2 separate regions of the Hordeum vulgare genome follow, and region 2 is linked to region 1. The links are chromatin contacts, called in public Hi-C maps. All regions are on one chromosome and are shown on one strand. The core of a region is the stretch at or near the end of the contact, and the rest is flanking DNA. Distances in the headings are between cores, read along the strand shown.

Evidence for each region. Hi-C and Micro-C count contacts between places; a contact is called where the count stands out from the background.
Region 2: a Hi-C map of leaf shows a contact between it and region 1, with 3 times the contacts expected there. The contact joins two enhancer-like sites. A contact is called at or near these places in 3 of 6 Hi-C or Micro-C datasets (all in leaf).

Annotation. Positions count from the first base shown.
Region 1 is chr4H:603,449,534-603,455,969 of MorexV3_pseudomolecules_assembly, forward strand. LOC123447521 (aspartic proteinase nepenthesin-1-like) reads right to left here. Exons shown (of 1, transcript XM_045124128.1): 1 at 5,989-6,436. The coding sequence ends at 6,240. Among protein-coding and RNA genes, the nearest start is that of LOC123447521, 4.4 kb to the right of the region's middle. Within about 2 kb of position 3,983, at least 3 of the 3 cell types and tissues checked have open chromatin away from gene starts, as enhancers often do. A contact at or near this core is called in leaf, where this site is marked.
Region 2 is chr4H:603,688,365-603,694,800 of MorexV3_pseudomolecules_assembly, forward strand. It overlaps LOC123449980 (CCR4-NOT transcription complex subunit 1-like), which reads left to right. Exons shown (of 51, transcript XM_045127367.1): 46 at 23-214; 47 at 291-395; 48 at 487-618; 49 at 821-1,069; 50 at 1,318-1,419; 51 at 1,511-1,848. The coding sequence ends at 1,648. LOC123449981 reads right to left here. Exons shown (of 17, transcript XM_045127372.1): 13 at 6,375-6,436; 14 at 5,996-6,070; 15 at 5,548-5,617; 16 at 4,741-5,254; 17 at 4,389-4,646. The coding sequence ends at 5,567. Among protein-coding and RNA genes, the nearest start is that of LOC123449981, 9.9 kb to the right of the region's middle. Within about 2 kb of position 2,272, at least 3 of the 3 cell types and tissues checked have open chromatin away from gene starts, as enhancers often do. A contact at or near this core is called in leaf, where this site is marked.

The sequences.
Region 1 (6,436 bases), core at 2,733-5,232:
AGAAAAAAATAAATAAAACTAGACGCATGTGAACAGTAAATTAAAAAAAAATCAAAAACAAATATGATTTTTTTTGGCGTCCAACATGCTGGGTTGCGCAAGGTGCGTCCAAATTTTTGTCATGTTTGGACATTATAGGAGCTCGTGGAGAAAAAAACAAAATTTGGTTCGGCAAAAAACTTTGATAAAATGCACTATTTTATTTTTTTGCTAGAGCTCCTCCCATGCCATTTGATCAAAAAAAATCTCAGGCACCTTGCGCACTCAAGCATCTTGGACGCCAAAAAAATTCAGATGTTTTTAATTTTTCTTGCTATTTTTTCAAATTTACTAGTTCATAGGCGTATAATTTTAATTTGTTTTTCTTTGGTACGAGCTCCTGGAATGTTTAAATAGCATGAAAATTTGCACGTACCTTGCGCACCTGAGTATATTCGATCCCACGAAATTTTAGATTTTTTTAGATTTTTTGCTATTTTTTTGGATTTACTGTTTTTTAAGTTGCTGTTCACCGAGACGGTCAAAGCCCGTTGACCGGACGATAACGACACAAAAGAGCATTTCTGTAAGGGAACTTGGCGGGAGAGGGAAAAATTTGAGCATAGCAGAAAATTAGGGTCAACTCTGAGAGTGGGTGCAAATTAGGGGCACAAATGTTAATGTCCCTTTTTCTTATCACGAGGGTCACTCGCGTAGGGTATAACTGCCTATTGCCGGTTGTCTCGTGGCAGGGTGAACTGCAGTAGTCGCTCACGGTCGTTGCTCCATACGGACGTCGGTTAATGGCCTACCACCAGACAGACGAGGTGGTAGGTTGTTATACTCTACCGCCAACGAGGACGACGGGGTAGGGTTTAAAGCCCCAAAACCCCGATATGATAATGTTGCTTGCGAGGAACAAATTTGGGCGGTATGTCGTACAACCCTATCGCCAACAAGCCCAGCGGCAGGTAGTAGTACCCTACCGCAAACGTCCCCAGTAGTAGCTATTGAACTCCCCCAAGGGCCCAAAACGGTATTGTTGATCGGAGTTACAATTTTTTGGTGGTTAGTTTCCGACTCCTTTAAATATGGTTTTCCTTTCTACAAAATTTCATCATTCAATATAAATAGTAAAAATTTCATCAAAAAACATTATATAGTATGCAAATGAAAGTTAGGACCACTCATCATAGTATGCATCACACATTGAAATGAGAGATAGTTCAGCATATCAAACATAGAAAATAGTTGTATAGGTAAAATATAGCAAATAGTTTAGCAAATTGACAATAGAAAGTACTTCAACATAGCCACCAAGTTCTTGTTCAGCTCAACGCAAAGCAAATATTTCTAGATGAACATATCACTTAGTCTTCCTTCCCCCCTTGGCGGTACACTATTCGTTTCTATTTGAGCGGGTCACTTGCATTGTTGTTTGGTGATGATTAAGATCTTTGAGAAATGGTGATGGACTCTTCCATTGATATTTTGGTTCAGGCTCTCTTTTGTCTTGGGTTGGCTGAGTGGGTGTTGGTGAGTCATCCTCGTCATATTTCTCCTCCTCACCCTTGTCGTAGCCCTTCTTGTCGCCATATTATTCCTCTCCCTCGGCTTGCTCCTCATCATCATCTTCCTTATCTTCCTCCTCCTCCTCAACATGGCGAGACGACGAAGAGGCATGTCTAGAGGAAGTTGTGTCGGCATGGCTCGAGGAAGCGAGAGTACGTGTTGACATGCCTCGAACATGCACGACGGCCAAGCTAGCGCACCCAAGCATGCTCACTAGCTTTTGACAACGGTTCATGAACTTGTGCAAGAACAAATAAACAAAAACATGATATGGATCATGGTTATGGTATAGATCTAGTGTAAAATACCATACTAGCTTATGGCTAGGCCGAAAGTAAGTGACGAAGACATTATATGGCTAGGCTCAAACTTACTTTCGCCACTTCCCTCGGTGAGTTGTTAGATTCCACGGTCCCGAGGTCATGCAGTAACGTATTTGAGGAAACGAGAATTCTTCTATTCATCTCGGAAGCCTGCAAATGTCAGCAACATAAATAAAATTAATGACAATGACTATAGTAGGTTCTCTTCCAAATTTCATCTCTTAACAATTGAACACAACTTACCACTTTATTCATAAAGGGGTGCATACCCCCTAAATTCACCTCCGGTCTCTCTAATGTTGGCATTATAGGCTTCTTTCTCGATGTCATCATCCTATAGTGATGTGATATCTGTTCTGATCCACTGTGGCCTTGGGCGCATACGGTACATTATGCCATCATGAAACCACCGTAGATGCTCCTCGTATGCCTCCCACTTGATCAGTGTCTTATCCTATTCTTTGTGATACCCCCCCCCCCCACACACACACATGCACACATATTTGCACATAGTCCTTGTGCTCTATTGACCAATGAGATATCGAATAACAATCTGTGTATTCATCATTTAAGGCAAAAGAAACAATAAAATAAGAGTGAATTCCATAGTTTACCCCGTAGATATGCATATGTGACACAAATTACCCCATCCAGTGGAAATTCGTCTAGAACATCGCTTTTAGAAGTGTTGGGACCTCGTTTTCGGATGCATGTTCATTCGGTAAGTTGTGAGATGACGTCCAAGGTTCAAAAATATCTGGACGATGACAAGGAATGGAACTGATGAACAAGAGAAGTCTGGACATGATCGCGAATGATACTCTCCGTTCTTTGGACATTATTTTACGAATCATTGACGCAAGATACCAATCTTGTCTAACATAAACAAGCGAAATGCAAAGATGAGGGGAAACTGTGTTTAAAGTCTTCAAAATTTGATGTTTTGATAGAAGTTTCACTAAATGGGGTAATATGTGTCACAAATGTACAACTACAAGGTTAAAAGTGGAATTCATTCATAAAATAACATAAATCATTGAGTCTTGTTGCTTGTAGGTTAAGAATTCAGTGATGCTTGTAGCAACAAAAAGTAAGAGACCATAAAAAGAATAAAAAATAAAGGTTTAATCACTCACTTGTGAAGCTTGAAGCCATCTCGTTCAGCTCGAAACCCAGCTCTGTGCTATACAACAACTAGTTAACCTGCAAACAAATTTGTTAGGTCTTCCTAAGCAACCCCGAAAGTGGTTACACGAAATCACTACCAAGCGGTTTACATGATGATATGTGAGATTGACCAGCTCACTCGTGAAGGCCTTATACAATGCAGTGAACTTGCACATGAAGACTTTAATTAACCATGTCCCAAGAGTACGCAATAGTGGGGTATCAAAAAGTGTCGCCTACTTCGCCATAGTCCATCCACGGAAGCCGATCATCTTTTTCAGGGCGAACCACTGACAACCGCTTCCACATCCAAATCAAGAGGGCAAAGTCACATCCACACACACCGAACTTATCTCCGGACTTCTTACATGCTCGATATAAGTAAAACCATAAACGATTATTGCGCCGGCTTCTTACCGAACGATATAAGTACGCGAGGCACGCAGACCCCTAATTGTATCTTGCGTCCCAGTCGACCATGAAGTTTAAACACATCTATATGACAGTGTCCCCTGAGCAGTCTGAAAACATGACCTTTGTTAGGAGATACCGCAAGTAGGCCCTAGTGTACTGCTCCATTGTCCGCTCGTCGGCATCTTGCGAGCATCCGAGCAGGTTGACGGCGAGCCATTTTATCTGTACTAAGCCATTTCAATGTTCGGTTATCTGACACGCCATGGGCCTCACTACATATAGAGGAGGGGGCAATCACTGATGAGGCTTAGTGCCCTTCTCCCGCCAATTGCTCTTCTCCACCTGGCCAATGGGAGGCAGGCCTGGAACGGTAGGGACATGATCATGATGAAATATTCGAGGGTCACTGTCATCTCATCACAAAGGAGATGAAGAGTATGCGTCTTGGCCCACGAATGGTCCATCAGGCTGCCCACCAGCCGTCTCCAACGGCCTTCAACTGGTCAAACCCTACAACCGTGTTTGATGATGGTAGGGTATAATAACCCACGGTCGGGTGCCTCCGCGGTAGAATTGATAACAGAGGGGGATAGGGCATCAACAACACTAATGTGGATAAGTATCCTATGGCCAGACAACCGGACGATAGACAGTTAAACGACAGTTATACCTTAACAGTCTGAAAAATGTCACATCATGAAATAAAAAAACAATTTTCATAAAGGTCAAAATTGTGAATTCGACCACCGGTGACACTACCGCGCGTCGCTCTCTGACGCATACCCGGTGCTGCTATTGTTGTTATGCTGGTGTCTACGTGCCACTAGCAGAATTTGGTGGTCAGACCACCGAATCTTTGAAGCTTATCTAAGTGGTTGTCGGTTACGACGTGATGTCCCGATGGAGTGAGAGTGGACTCGATTTCCTCCCGACAATGATCTATGCCAAGAGATACCATTTTGTTTGGTCCCTTGAGAATTTGGTGGTTCACGGCCCTACACACGAGATACGAGCTAGGGGAAGAATACCAGGTGCTCCTGCGTGAGCTCAGCCGTGGATTTGATACATGGAACAGACGGAGTACTGTTCATGGGCTTACGCAAAATAAGAAATGTTCACATATTTTTATTTATAGCTACTCCAGGCTTTTATACGAGGAGTATGCTTCTTCTTTTTTTTTCCACCAACCGATTGAGAAATAGTAACACTACCTTCAGATCTAGTACGCCTATAAGATTAATAAATGTCGTAAACTATGACATTTATTTTGGATAGGGAGAGTATTTTGGTGCGAGTCCTCTCCTTTCCTAGCGCGACAAAGGGTAGTAACTAGGAAGGGAAAAAAGAGAGGAAAAAGAATAACGCGGAGGCGGAAGGGATAAGGCTGGGTTATTGGAGGGGGAAGCGGTGGGCGGCCCCACATGGGTATGTGTCACATAGACGACGCGGCTTACGATGGGGAGAGCGTTTCTTGTTATTTCTTATCACCAAAGACAATTAATTGATTGAGAAACTATGGAACACACTATTGGTTAGGTGCCTTAGAGGGTGCTTGGATACGCTTTAATCCCATGACTAAAACTTGTGAGACTAAAACTTGCTAGCCTCATCCATGCTTGGATGCAAATACTAAAGAGACTAAAATCAAGTTAATAAGCATTTATTATCCTGTAAACCCTCCAATCCAAAACTCGTCTGAGGAGTTAAATGAGGAGAGAGAGGACTAATGCACATTTTAATAGGGGTGCCCCTGACTAAAAGATTTTAGCCTCAAGACTAGTTTTAGCCTCTCTTTAGTCAGGGGTGCTTGGAACTTTAACCTCTTAAAGAGACTAGTTTTAGTCAGACTAATTTTAGTCCCTTGGATCTAATCACCCTCTTAGAATTTGTTGCTACAGACGGTCAGGTCGTCTCCTTCTCCCTCCCAGCTGCCCCTATACATCTTCTTCCTGATCCCCCATCCAACGTTTTATGGGTTGCCTGCCACCCATCTATCAAATAGCAAACGGTTTTGCTAACACATATCTAGATGTGAGATACGTATTGCACATCTAAGTTTTATATCATTGATCTTACGTGAAGATTCATGTGCATATTTTTTTCCTTTTGTTTTTCTTTTATACTTGATTTAGTTATTTAGATCAGATGTGCAATAACTATGTCACATCTAGATGTGTCTGTTTTTGCTAAAACACATCTACATGTGAGATAAGCATTGCACATTTAAGTTTTATATCATTGCTCTTACTTGAAGATTCGTATGGGTATTCCTTTTTTTTCTTTTTCTTTCTACTTTATTGAGTTATTTAGATAGATGTGTAATAATTATGTCACATCTAGATGTGTCTTAGATACATCGAATAGCAAATGCTGAGAACTATATTTTGAATCGACCCTAACAAATAGCAAATGCTGAGAATTATATATGCAACGACTTGTAGATCCACGTACTGCTGCGAGTCGATCAAACTGTTTTATTAAGTACACCGTAGCCGGACCGACAGTTAATTATGTATACGACATGTAGCACATACGTGTAAGACATTTCTTACTTGGAGCAAGTTCGTACTATTTCCTTCATCCGAAAATATTCGACAGAGAAATAGATGTATCTAAACATATTTTAGTTCTAGATACATTCATGTTTATTTATTTTTTTGACAAGTATTTCTTAACGGAAGGAGCACGAACGAACAAGGGTAACATAGTCACTGGTCCGATGGATGTTGTCGGTAGTTCGTTTTCACCTGAAACGAGTGTGTGGTCGACTCGTCGTTATTTACATCACATCTTGTCACACTGCGCGGGCTCGATGACCAGCTTGTTGCCGGCCAAATCATGGACAATGTGCATGTTCTGCTGCTGGAAGTTGCCTATCATTGTCCGATCATCGTCACCCGCCAAAACTACGACGCACAGCTGGTCCGAGTCGGGGTACTCCGCCATGTAGTTCTCTCGCGGAAGCTCCCAGTCCGCGCCCT
Region 2 (6,436 bases), core at 1,022-3,521, 240 kb after region 1:
CCTTTGTGTTTGTTTTACTTAGGTGCACCTTATGTACAAAGGGACTATGAGAGTGCTTCTTGTACTACTACATGACTTTCCTGAATTTCTGTGTGACTATCACTTCAGTTTTTGTGACGTGATCCCTTCCAGTTGCATTCAAATGCGCAATGTCATTCTTAGTGCTTTTCCGCGCAACATGAGACTTCCAGACCCATCTACTCCTAACTTGAAGGTCTATCTTAGGAGACATAAAAGTTCCTTTGATTCTCTTAATTTCAGACAATATCTGACTCTTGTTTCTGTGGCAGATTGATCTGCTAGCTGAAATTTCAGTACCTCCACGAATCATGTCAGATGTCGATGGTGCCCTCAAGTCAAAGCATATGAAGACTGATGTCGATGAGTATCTTAAGGTGATAGCATTTATTTATATATGTTGAATTGCTCATGTTGCCTGGGACCTTTATTTTACAGCTTTGTTGAATCTTGACCTGTATTGTGCAGAGACCAGAAGGCTCATCCTTTTTGAGTGATCTGAAGCAAAAGTTGCTGCTGCCCCAGAATGAAGCTAATGTTGCTGGGACACGCTACAATGTGCCTTTGATGAATTCACTTGTTCTCTACATTGGCATCCAAGTGAGTATCTTTTTCTTGTCATGAGGTGAAATTACAGTAGGAATTGCTTCTTCTGAGTACTTGTTCATAGAACAGTTCTTTCCTACAAAAAACTTGAGATTGTCCTCTTTTCGTGTCTTTGTGCATGCTTTTTTTTCTCTCTTCTTTTATTTGTTATATGTCATATTCTAACCTGGTATTTGGAAATACAATAACATTTCAGGCGGTGCAACAACTGCAAGTGAACAAGGCTAATGCGTCTGCTGCGTCAGGACAGCAGATTAATCATAGTACAATGGATATTTTTCAGATTGAAACAGCCACTGAATTTTTCAAATATCTTGTAACAAACTTGGATACAGAGGGGCGCTACCTATTTTTGAATGCGATCGCTAACCAACTGCGCTACCCGAATAGCCACACACACTACTTCTCCTTCATCATACTGTATCTATTTGCCGAAGCTACCCAGGTATATGTTTCAGTTTTTTACTCCTCGTATAATGGACATTTTATTCTTATTTGATAGCCTCCGCCAAATTTTGTATTTGCTGTTTTTATCCGACTGACCTCATAACATATCTTTCCAATAGCCTCAATGCCATGCCCCTAAAAGAAAAAAAAAACTTGAATGCTACGAACTTGTTTGGTGCAAGTGAGTGATTGAATCTAGTGTGTTTGCATGTTAACTAACAATGGAGTTGGAACTCGAATTTGCAGGAACATATCCAGGAGCAGGTAACCAGGGTTCTCTTGGAACGTCTGATAGTGAACCGTCCTCACCCCTGGGGATTACTCATTACCTTCATCGAGCTGATAAAGGTAGGCTCTCCACGTGTATTTTTCTTTTTTATGTTTGGCGAAATCAAGCATCGCAATGTCACTCATGAATGCGAAATTATTACTTTGTTAGAACCCGCGCTACAACTTTTGGAACCGATCCTTCACACACTGCGCGCCTGAGATTAAACAGCTGTTTGAGTCGGTGGCAAAGTCATGCGGTGGAGCCGCTGGAAAAGCAGTGGATGATGGCTCTGATGGCGGCCACTAATGCATCTAGTTTCTTGTAAATAGTTGCTGCCTGTCATGGCCTGTCTAATGGGACGATGAGCGGTCTGACTTGCTGGCAGATTTGTTTTGTATCATAGTATTGTAACTGGATATTGTGTGATGAGGATTGTAGCGAACCGTCTTAACCATTAGATGTTTCATAGTTAATGCAAATATTACTCTTCATATTGTTTGTGAAAATCAGGTGTTTTGTCTTGTCTTGGTAATTTGTTAGTGGTTGTAGCCCTGTCATGATTTTGGTTGCTGGAAAGGGTCTTTAAATCGCTGAGCAAGCAATAAACAGTTAGGTCTTAGTACGAAGTTAGTATAAAGCTGAGTCATTTATTTTGCAGTAAGCTAATCAATAAATGCTTAGATTTTATAGTACCGATTGAATTTAAATCAATAAAATATGTAAGTTCTATGGTACTGAATGGGCATCCTCTAACCCTCCTTAGTTGAATTAATATTTACTTTTAAAAATTTAGCTAATTGAACTAAGTAGGTTGCGGGCACCCTAAAGTTCTATATTTTATGGGAGATGCTGTGAGGGGCAGCATCTGTCGGGATTCGCATAATCTCGTGTGGTCCAGGCTGTATTATTGGATTAATGTGGTTCGATTTAATACACCCAATTTGAACCCTAATCCCTCCGCCCTGTGGTTGTAGTCGCCGCCATCTCTACCCCTGTGTTTGGGTTCTGTGGTCTTTTACATTTGTGTCCCTAAATCGAATCTCTACACATATTTATCCTAATTTTAGAGCATGCTCAAATTTATCCCTCTGCCATTAAGTGACCTTATAGAAATGCACTTCTGTTTTCGTTCGGTCAAAGGGATTTGACTATCTACAGGGCATTTGTTGGACATTTTGCCCCTGCCTTCATTTGTCACTTACATGTAGAACCTAGTCAGAAAAAAGGAGAAGGAAAAACTCTTTCTCTTACCCCTCTACATGTGGGCCCCAAACAAAACAAAGAAATAAAGAAAAAAAATCCCTCCCGCCTCTTTCCCCTGTCTCACGACCTCTTTGTCTCACCTCCGGCGAGCACCGACTAGCTCCCCACGCGTCACACTTCCGGTGAGCGTCCGCTGCCCTGGACAGTGCGTCGCCGGCACTAGCTCCCCACGCGTCACAGCCCTCCCTGCATCCCATCCTCACTCTCCCGCCCTCTCTCTTGACTGTGCCCTGGACTGGCGGCGCGCTCCGGTGACCAAAGCCAAGACGGCGATTGTCGGAATCGCAACTCCGACGACCAACTAGTTGATAGAGAGTACAGTTTGGACGAGTGCGATGAAGCGCGTCCAATGGTACCAACAGAGCATGCAGGGGTGGTCGGAGTCAACCGCAACGACGAGCTAGGCGGCGTCCGACGACGGTGCTCGATGGATTCGAGAAGAGGACTCGACGACATCTTAGGGGCACCAAGAACACGACGGAGACATTGATTTGTGGTTTAGCAGCACAGGGGCGAAGGATCGACGATGGCACTCCGGTGGTCGATCCGGTCATGTTTGTGGGGTCCTGCTCGAGCTGCTACTAGGAGTAGACGAAGTCGAGGCGTGCACGTCTCCTGGACAGCTTTCCAGCCGTCTGTGAGGACGATGGCCGCAACAACGGCGAAGATCATGACGACGGCTGTTCTGGGATGCGGCTGAAGGGAGGAGAGCGAAGGAGGGAAGGGGGAGGTTAGATAGGGCTGTTCAGGGGCCTACGGGTGTCGCTAAGTAGCCCTACTCGAGCTACTGCGGCGGCAGCTGTCAAACAACGACCGACGATGGTACGCCCCGGCACGTGCAGTGATGAGCTGAGGAAGACGGCGGTTGGGGAAGGTGGGTTGGGCCTGGCGCTGTGCACTTGGGCCAAAACGTAAGCACTCCCTTTCTTCTCTTTTAATTTCTATTTTTTTCAAGGGTAAAAATGTCCAACAAATGGCAGAGGGGCAAATTTGATTGGACAGAAACAAAAACGGAATGGAAGGACAACTCTGTAAGGTCACTTAACGGCAGAGGAGCAAATTTGAACATGCTTCGAAATTAGGGGTAAATCTAAATAGGTGGTTCAACTTAGGGACATAAATGCAAATGACTTTTATTTATCAACTTCTTTTGGATGATTGACGTGTAGTCTTGTGGTTTTGAATGGCTTTTGTTTGTGGTTTTGAATGGCTTTTGTTTGGATGTCAGTCTCCACGGTCCTGTGAGGCTGCTTGTCGGTGGAACATTGTATTGCAAGGCGGCTGAGGCTGCTTGTCGGTGGAACATTGTATTGCAAGGCGGCTAGCGGTCGCCATGTCGGTGTCGTTGCAACATCGCGGTGCTTACAGGAATGTCGCATTGCCGACTCTTTGGGGGAACAATGTCACATTGTCGATGCCTCCTTAACTTTGTTGATGTTGCACCCGCTACAAAACATTGTCGATGTGCAACCACTGCAAGAGCGTCGCCGATGCTTCAACTAGTGAGAGTGAAGGCCGGCGATGTTGGTGGACAACAAGGTTGCAATGCTATTGTGAAGCAAAGGATGGTGGCGCACACACTTTTAGGTTAGAAAGGGAATGCCAAATGCACGATGGCGATTGATCTGATGGCTCAGGGGCGGCCAATTTCAGACAAATGTTTTGTAGCTGTTGTCACGTACTACAACACTTCAGGATTACCGACACCGATTTTACCCCCTTGATTTGTTAAGTTCAGCAAAGAATTTAGGATTTATAGTAGGAATGCCAGAGAGCAAAAGCATACCTTCCAATTTGCACCTCATTTCTCAATCTGAGTCATAATGTGGCCATGATTAACCCAGTCATGGATTCATAATTTGCACAAATTACTAACAATTACAAATGAAACATACCAAACTTTCAGGAAGACTATACTCTATTATGCCGAGTGCAAACAACCCATGACGAGGGGAGACCATACACATTACATATAATAACGACTCCATACCGAACCTTTCTGTTCGAGTCTCTCTGAGACCGCCTTGTGTGCTTATGAGTACTCTAAGTAACAAACTAGGAAAAAAAAAATCACACGGTGAAGTTAAGTTTTAAGGTAATCAGAGGGGTTCAAAGTAGAGGAAACCATAACATACCTTTCAGTTCTGCTAGGATTCTAAGCCATCAAGATAATTGGATCGGCACTGAAAATCTGTCACACGAGAGAGATACAATCACTAAAAGTGGACCTCCAAATTGGTGATCACATCACATTCGAGGGCTTGGGCACAATCCTGTTGGGAGAAGCATCCGAAGAGCAATTCCATGTTCCGTTTTATGGTGAAATGTGGTAAACGAGATTTGCATTACGCGCTTACAAACAAGTTTTCTGCCCTCGGCAATCTTATATAACCCTCTATTTTATTGGAGGACATGGTATGTTCGTCATCAAACCATCCATGGGCATGCTTATGCCTTGTGCAGGGTTTGTGCCTCGGCACCATGATTTGTAGACAAGGAAATGACATCTAACTTCCTAAGCACTCAAATTCGACAGAATTATTGAAATCTGAAATTTAATATATGAAAATTTTATCTACTCCTATCATATTAATTGTCGCTGATTTAGTGATTAATATGGATCGGAGGGAGTAGTAACATTGGAAGGACCTGCAACATGAAAAATATCATCCAATTACAACATTTGATGGTACTAACTTCATGATCTATATAAAATACCATTTCAAGAGGCAACACAACTATAATTTTTATTTTATTTTGTACTTTAGTAACACCTATTCACCAGTAACTCACTCAAATACCAGCTGGTAAACGAATTATAACAGTTTTTAGTGAGTGCACGTTGTATTTAAGAGAAACTTTTTAGCAAACAACCATGTCAATAATGAAAAACAAAGTATTTTCCAGAAATATGCCATCTATTAAAGTGAAACAGCAGATACCTCATGTTAACTGGCTTTCCTATTGCTTGGGGCCTTCTGAACATGCAGCCAGAAGGCCGCGCTCAATGCACTGTCAAGAAAAACATAGTAGTCCAAGGTCAAGAAATACCAGATGCAAAACTGTCGAACTGATGACCACAACATACTTATGCCAAAAATATTTGAGAGCCTTTCTTAGCATCCATGCTGTCACTAGGTAACTAGGTGATGTTTTAATCAACCCAAAGTAGCTGGGTCTTTCTGATGATAGGACTATATGTGTTAGCAAAATTGAGTATGTTACTATGTTACACTACAAGCAGTTCCCTTTGGACATGACAGCATTTATGAAGTGAATTATTTTAGAATTTACAAAAGATGGAATGCAACCTTTAAGAAAATATAGAAAATGGGGCATAAAATGACTGGCATGAAGGTACAGCAGAATCTGCTTAGATTTCTCAGGTACCTGAAGAAGATAGCCATGAAGCCAATCTAACGTCTGAGGAAACGAGTTTGCTGAGATGTCAACAACAGTCAATCCCTGATCAGATTTAGACAGTAGGTTAGAGAAAACAAACAATGAAACACTGAACTAGAAAAGATGGCGGATTCAATACAAGACATAACGCAGGTGAAAATACATATACAAGAAACAACATGATCCTTGACTCCTTGGGTAGCTTTTGTTAAATATTGACGTCTTAAAGTAAAATATGACTAGCAGATTTCATGCTTTTAATGGGCAAATACTCTGTTGGAGAGCTGTATGGCAGTTTAAAATTTAACAAATGGGTCAAAATTGCCAATAAACAAATTTCACACTTGACTAATGAAGGAAAAATTACCTGCGACTCAAAAGAGCAAAGATAATCCTGAATAAGTTTGAGGTTGTTTATAAGCTTTCGAT